Regions from separate parts of the Mus musculus genome. Here region 1 is linked to region 2. The links are chromatin contacts, called in public Hi-C maps. All regions are on one chromosome and are shown on one strand. The core of a region is the stretch at or near the end of the contact, and the rest is flanking DNA. Distances in the headings are between cores, read along the strand shown. Region 1 has its middle 12 kb from the start of Tns3. Region 2 overlaps Tns3 (tensin 3).

The links. A called contact is a pair of places that touch in the nucleus more often than the background predicts.
Region 1: a contact with region 2 is called in a Hi-C map of Sertoli cells, with 4 times the contacts expected there. The contact joins two enhancer-like sites. A contact is called at or near these places in 1 of 484 Hi-C or Micro-C datasets (Sertoli cells), 3 of 115 datasets of contacts at active chromatin or transcription factors (craniofacial prominence, embryonic stem cells and pancreatic cancer cells) and 1 of 9 other capture datasets (liver).

The regions. Positions count from the first base shown.
Region 1 is chr11:8,674,510-8,678,347 of GRCm38.p6, forward strand. No RefSeq gene overlaps it. Among named protein-coding and RNA genes, the nearest start is that of Tns3, 12 kb to the left of the region's middle. Within about 2 kb of position 1,717, at least 60 of the 459 cell types and tissues checked have an H3K27ac peak or open chromatin away from gene starts, as enhancers often do. A contact at or near this core is called in Sertoli cells, where this site is marked.
Region 2 is chr11:8,480,836-8,484,799 of GRCm38.p6, forward strand. All of the region lies in intron 17 of Tns3 (tensin 3), which reads right to left. Among named protein-coding and RNA genes, the nearest start is that of Tns3, 180 kb to the right of the region's middle. Within about 2 kb of position 2,661, at least 33 of the 459 cell types and tissues checked have an H3K27ac peak or open chromatin away from gene starts, as enhancers often do. A contact at or near this core is called in Sertoli cells, where this site is marked.

The DNA.
Region 1 (3,838 bases), core at 467-2,966, 190 kb after region 2:
TACTTAGAAGGGATCTTAGAAGCAGAAAAGAGGTTCCTAGTAATAACGGGCTTGTTCCTTCCTTCCACGTGGGTGGTTACAAACAACTGTTTATCTCAAAATAGGCTTTTCTTTTGTTCCCATGTATTCCACCATGAACTTATATATGTTTTGCAATGAGAAAAGGACTCACAGTCCTTACCACTGTTTCTGAGCACTCTATGATTGTAACACTGGCACCTTGTCATCTGACTGTCTCACAGTGTAGGCCATGGGCTGTAGATCCTAACATTCACAGAAAACTCCTGCAACACCCACTCAAGTAGTGAACTTTGGGTGCTGTTTCCAAGCAAAGCAAATGTCATTTCTCCAAACAACAGTGACATGAAGCAGCTTTTCACCCTGGTCAGCTCTCACCACATATTTGGGATGCCAAGATTCTTTCAAATAGTGTGGAAAGTCCCAACAACCAGCCTAGATGTCAACCTCTGAGTAAATAATTTCTCTTGCCAACATTCCTTTCTGGGGTGAGCCTCCCAACTTTTCACAGGATGCTGTCTGTAACCTCAGCAAAGAGCGACAGGCCCTGTGGTGAGCAGCATACAGCATATACCCATATGTGCCATATGAAGGATGCTAGATCCAGGTTCCTTCATAGCATCTTAACTTCCTGTCTGAGAAGAGGTGGTTGCTGCAGGTGGTGAGGTAGTGGAAAGAAGAATAGATTAATGCAGCTGGGGGTGGGTGGGGGGACAGAGAGAGAGAGAGAGAGAGAGAGAGAGAGAGAACAGCAAAATCAAGGTGATTGTCCAGCAGTAGGTCCTTCCTTCCTTTTGAGGAATGCCCAGGGGTGGAAGAGAGTTTACTAATAACTCAGCCTGACTCATGGAGCCCAGCAGTTCCTTATCTCCTATGCTAGAGTGAATGGAAGGGAGAATTCCTAATGTTAAGCTTCAAGGAAACTCTCTTCTCTGCCCACCTAGTATCTATAATAAAATTATACCAGGAATTGTACATGTTATCATTTGTCTATAGTTTCAGGGAAGAAGCTGAGGTGGAAGAATGTGGTGTAAGGCCGGCCTGGGCTACTTACCAATTACCTGTCTCAAAAGAGGTGGTGGGTAGGCAGCTAGATTGGCAAGTGACCAGTGTAGCTTTGCTTGGATGATGCTGGAGAGTTCATGGGACTCAGATGCAGTAAGGACAAGCAAAAGACCACTGGCGGTTGGAAGCTATAGGGTAAGTCTGTCGACATTCGGCAGACAAAGTGGGCTCAGAGTCTTAACAGAGTCAGAGGAGACAAAAGACTTGGAGAAGCATCCAGGGCAGCCCAGTGGCTGGGTGGCTTATCTTCATTTCTGTGGGATTGAGGGAGTTTTACTGCTTTGGCTGAACATGGACAAGGCCAAGGCACCAGCCATGATTTACCACAATTGTCTGATGGCCAACGCCTGTGGGTGAACTGTGTCACTGATTAAAACAAGGTCAGGCAGGCTAAGATTCCCCCCCAGGTGTCATTTGCCTGTCTTATGCTTATTGGATTTTTAAATGGAAACACAGTATTTCATTCAGGAAAAAAACTTATTAGTACAGTACAGCAGGCTGACTTACGTCACTCCAAATTCAGAGATTGAAGTTTTTACCTCAGTACTCCCCCACATGTCTGACATTATGTTAGGATCTTTTTAGTTGGTTTGTTTATTGTTTGAGACAAGCTCTTACAGCCCAGGCTGTTCTGGAACTGGCTAGCCTGTCACTCACAGTCCTTCTGCCTCAGGCTACCAAGTTGCCTGGTATGTGCCACTATGCCTGTCTACCTAAGATCTTTAAAGAGGTAATTAAAGTTAAATAGGTCATTAGAGTGTTTCTTGTTAGACTTTTCATCATTGTGGCAAAATAGCTCACATAACTTCAAGGCAACAGTTATTTGTTTCTGCCCACAGTTTCAGAGACTTCAGACTGTCTCGGCAGCAGGATAGAATAATACTTCAGTTCATGACAGACGGAAGCAGAGCTAGCCTAAGGGAGAGGCCATGCAGATGCAAACAGCAGAGGCATCTAGTGGGGCTGCCAGAGTTCTCTGGAGCTGGAATTCTGATACCATGGACCCAGACATGGATGTGGATCTGCAGGGTTTAATGTTTCCCACATGGTTTTTGGGCTGATCCTTCCTCCATGTTCTTCTAGTCCACCCTCTCAGAATGGAACCCTTTATGCCACACGGTTGCTTGTCAAAAGTACATACAAACTTGCTTTTTTTTTTTCCTTTTACAGTTGGCTCTTAGCTAAGAGTTGACTTGGATGTCAGTGGAGATTTTGAACTTGGGCGTTTTATATTCAGAGTGTAGGAACTTCCGTTTCTCAGAGCTTTCATTATGATCAAGAGAACCCTAGGGAACCACTGAGACAATAGGACTCCTGGGGATGAGCTGCATGCATTTTACATTATGAGGGTGAGGGCTGGACTCTTAGGACTGAAAGAGATGTATTCGGGCTTGGGACCCTGTTAGCTTTTCTTCTTGAGATAGGGTCACATGGAGCTCAGGCTAGCTTCACACTCTTTACAAAATCAAAGAAGACCTTTTACCTGGATTGTAGGCATTGATGCCCTGTATTTGTGATACTGCAAATTTGACTGAGAGCTCTGTGTGTGCTCGGCAAGCACTCTACCAACCAAGCTATTCCCAGTCTATGATGACTCGTTTTGATCGTCAACTTGAGTAGCTTGATAAACACCTCTGAGTTTAAGAGAGGGGGGCTCTGTGCTGTGCCTGTGAGGGCATCTACAGAGATAATTAGATCATAAGAGCGCCAAGCTAATGATCGCAGCATCCCAATAGACTGTTGGGAATTAAGAGAACTGTGGAAGGTGGAGCCTAGCTAGAGAAAGCAAACTACCATGTATGTGTGTGTGTGTGTGTGTGTCCATCTTGTTCCTTCTCTGTGTTGGCTTTGCCATCTTTGGTCTCTTCTTGTTCCTTCTCTGTGTTGGCTTGGTGTCAGTTGTTCAACCACCACCCCACCCTACTCTATCCTGGCCACAATGGACCGAATCAAACTCACTGATGTCCCAAAAATAAAAGAAAATAAGAACAGGCACAGGAGATGAGCGTGAGAGGTCACAGGCAGAGGCAGCCAAGAAGAGACGCCTCAGGAGAAGCCAAACTCAACCAACACTTGGACTGGGAACATCCAGTGAGGATCATCTTCTGCTGTGAAGCCACCTGGTGGATGACATTTTCTTAGGACAGCCCAGAGAATTAAACAGGAGGCAAGCCACACTACACTCTGCCTGAAGTCTCTCTGTGGACTCTACTCCCACCTGGTATCCCCTACTTTACAGCCATGTGGCATGGCCTGTAGACCTATGCTGTGATACAAGATACATAGTGTCACATGTGATCATGGCATCTAGTCATTTGGGAGAATAAATTGTCTTTTGGTCCTGAAATTGAAGGCCCTCAATTAATCTGCTTCATGCATGCCTTCAGTTGATCTACCCAAGAAGTGTATAGCGGATCATATGACCTTGGAGTGAGCTCACTGATGACCTGGAGAAGTTGATAGGGCCACAGAGGAAAGCTTTAAATTTTCCTGATTGTCTATAGATAGCTGGCCTTGAGGGGAAGATCAGATCAACTGTGTACTCGAGAAGTCTTTATCTGGATGCCTCACTGGTGACCAAAAGAATGTCACCCTCAGGACAGCCACATGCAGAGAGGGGCCTACTTATAGATCTGGTGGGGCAAAGGTTCCTTTAGCGATTAGTCAGGAAGCCAGCAGCTCCGTTCTGGGTGAGAAAGGCTTCTCCAGGAAGTCTTCAAAGCAAAGGGGACAGAGTATGGGCTTGGAGTGGGGC
Region 2 (3,964 bases), core at 1,411-3,910:
TGTATCAGTGTCAGAGGTGCAATGGCAAATGCTTTAGGGTACCAAAGAAAGAAGACAATGGCACCAAAATATTCAAAATCCAATCTCTGGGATGTGGAATTCCAGACAAGGGCTTATATCTTCTATGGATGTCTCCATCTTTTTCAAGCTTTCAAACTACAATTCTTTTTCATAATTTTATTCTTAAAAACTATACTATAATTATATCATTTCCCCCTTCCTACACTTTGTTCTTATTCAAATCCATGGTCCCTTTTTCTTTAACTGCTGATATATAATACATGTGCATATAGTATATACATACACACACACATATTCCTAAATACATAGAACAACCTGCTTAGTCCATATGTTAACTTGTATTTATATATTTTCAGGGCTGACCATTTGCTATCTGATAAGCATTTCCATGCTTTTTCCTGGTGACTTTCTCTCTGCTCTCAGCAACCCTCAGCTGCCTGCAGTTCTCTGTGCAGGGCTGAGACCTCCTGAGCTCTCCCTATCCATGTTAACATGTCTACTGGCATTACCTGGCCAGGTCATGTTTAGGCCACCATGCTGATAAGAGTTCGAGTATGACTTCTCTGACATTTCTAGAAGATACTATCTCTTAGCAAAGTTCTGGTTCCTTTGTCTGTATCTTTTATGTTTTCAGACATAGACACCAGAGCCTCAGAAGAAAGGTGGGCTAGGGACTACCCACAGAAAACCATAGGCACCTCCATTTCAGCCTGACACCTCTCACCACGCCAGGGCCTCTTAGCCACTGTTCCCAGATAGGAAAGACACAGAAGCAAGCAGACATTTCTACTCACACCCTAGTTATCTTGAGATCTGGAAGGAGGCTGGCTGCCACAGGGACATTTCTCTATGGGTGTCATGTACTATCTCTGGTGCCTGCCAAGCTGGTCGCCCCCTTTAGAAAGACTGAAACAGAAAGCATGGCGTCTCTGCACTGCTGCCTCTCTGGGGCTTGGATTCCTTACAGAAGATAGATGTGGAGGTAGCCACGTGCCCAGGCATGGTGCCGATCCCTGCGATCATGCCTAGATCTCAGCTCTCATGTCCATCCCAATGAGGACTGGGTGTCTTGGGAGTGGGTGAGAGACAGGAGGGCAGGAGCCAGAGGGTAGCCTCCCTTTGCCAAACACAGGTTCCCGACCCTCCCTTCCCTGGGAACAGTGCCATACTGTGAGGAAGACACATGGCTTTTTGTTTATTTTTCCACTCTAGGCTCAATGTGTGAGCATCTGCAGAGTAATAAATCCTTGATGCTCACTAGGTTACACTCTTCATTAACATAAATCCACCTGCACACACAGCCACCGCTATGTACCACCCTTTGTCCTCCCCTGCTCAGGGGGTGTCCCTGGGGCTATCTTATCTGCAATCTCCTAGCAGGACTCCAGGGGCTAGGGATGGGAGTCGGGGGCTGCATCACGGCTGCTGTTCCACATCTGCAGAAACGGCAGAGCATGGGTTTACACTATTGACTTCAGATTGCCAGGGTAAAGCTGACTTGATGAGCGTGGGCAATCTGAATAGCAAAATAACTGTTGGGTCAAGGAGGAAGTAGGTAAACCCTACTCTCTGAACACTGCATATAATTCATGCCATACGGGTAGCCACAGCAATATTTATTTCTCACTTTCCAGAAGAAACCAGGAAAGGAGGAAAAACAAAATAAAACAAAAAGACTTCATGGGAGCAGGGGATGCTGGTGGATTCTCTAAGGACACGACTGACGCTGGTTTGATATGCAAGAGAAGCTGGGCTGGGCTGAAGGAGCCCTCTCTGGGTTCTGGGCAGCCTCACACTCACACCAATCCCTTCTGGGTTCTGAGAACACCCAAGGGAAACAGGGACCAAATCAAGCTCAAGGGAACCTTTACAGGCACAGGGCCTCTCCTATAACTGTGGCAGGCCCACCTGTGCCTGCTGGGGCCCAGTTGGCTCCCTTCCCACCAGTACCTGCTGGGGCCCAGTTGCTGTGGGGAGCTACACCTACTTCCAGCAGGATCCCTGCCAGTGAAGAGGAAACCTGAACCAGCCCCTGGCACTTTCAAAAGCTCAGGAAGCTCAGAATGCACCAGGACACTTAAGGCCTACGGGAACACGGAGTATTGGCCTGTCATTATGCCAATGAGTCTTGTTCCAGGAACTCTCCATGCAGCCAGGCCCCCTATGGAGGAGGGGCAACCAGAAAAACCAAGTGGCAGCACTGACTGGACGCCCCACAGCCCACCAACTGTTATCAGTACCTCTGAGCATTCATTTGTCTTTGCACGGGATCATCCTTACACCTAACCCAAAGGACCCACTGGACTCCAGGCTAGAGCTTGGGACCTGAGTCCCTATTTCCCCGTTCCTGCTACCCCCCAAGTCCTTGCGCTGATATGTGGGCACACCCTCTGGGCACTGCCCAGGACCACAGACCTTGTCAAGCAAAACAGGAGCTGAGACTACCATGAGTCTCTGGAGGGCACTGAACCTCAGAGAGACTGGGAAGCTGAGGCTAAATGACTGAGAATACAGATAGGGACAGAGTCCTATAGCACTCCAAGGCCAGGCAGCTGTGTGGGCAGTGTGGGAGTAGGGCAAAGACAGCCAGGCTAGGGGGCATCCCCACCAAGGCCACTATGATAGTGGGGAAATCATGAGAGTGAACTCCCTCAAGCGCTTCATCTGGAGACACTGGAGGTCTTGTGGGAAGGTTTGCAAAGCACAGGGCACACACGAATTGGATGCAGACCAAGATTGTCAGGCACTGTGTTGCCATGCAGGACTGAGTATAGGATAGCCCATTGTTACTGCGAAACTCTGAGTGTGTTTTTGGGGGAAGGAGTTTAGACCACTTAGCTGGAAAACTACATTTTAGGATAAATCTCCCACAATGCTCCTTGGCAATTCTGCACTTCTTCAAATGTACCAAAGTCCTAATCGTGACAATGGTACCAAACCCTTCCTCACTGAGTTTCTTGGTATCACCTGGCCTATCTGGAAAGAGGGAGAGGAGAACGGAGCAGGAGACATCATGGCATCCATGCTATGACACCCATACTGAGTCTTCAGGGCAGAATCCTCTCCTCAGTGAGGCATACGGCCCACTGTGCTGCGAAAATAAACCTACCAGTCCTGTGGAAGGCAGCTTATGGGCAGCTACATGACCACTGGCTGTCCTCTACAGCACGGTCCCAAGCTCTGGCCCCATTAGAAGCAACCAGGGGGAACATCCCAGCCTCCAAGTGCCTAGATACACAACCACAATTATAACCATGTGGTTCTCCACAGAATGCCATTACAACCCTCCACTGAGGGCCTCATTCTTCCTCTTTTCCATCTACTCTTCCCCTGGAGCCGCGGCACAACTGTCAATGTTTTCAATTTACAGGCACAGCACATCTGGACCCAGGAGTCAGTGGGTGAGCATAAAGTACTTCAGACACTCAAGTCCCTACCAGGCCAAACAGCCACTCTTTGCAGACCAAAGTGAACAGAGTCATCCTTACCACCCACATCCCAAAAGCCCCCAGGTGGTTACAGTGTGCAGTGAAAAGAATAGATGAAATCGGGAAAGAATATGCCCCGCCCAGGTGACAGTGGACTTAGCTCTTACCGGAACTCTGCACACACATGCAGTGGGATGGACAGGTTAACTTGCTTGGCCACACTAAGCATCTCACATACACACAATAACACACAACTAATGAAAATGAAAGGGAACGGGTCCGAGAGCATGACCCACTCTGCAACACAATCCTTATTTTCGATTTGGGACCCTAGAAGGAGAAGCACTGGTAAATGACTGGTCTTTATAGGATCATGTAAGAATGAAGCAATGCTGGCACCCCATGGCATGGGGTGGTTTTGGAAACTCCCTCACATTCCTGAGAGTGAAAATAAATAAGGCAAAGGCTGGTTTGTGCTGAGGTAAGGGCCTCCTGAGTTCAGCTCACTCAAGTAA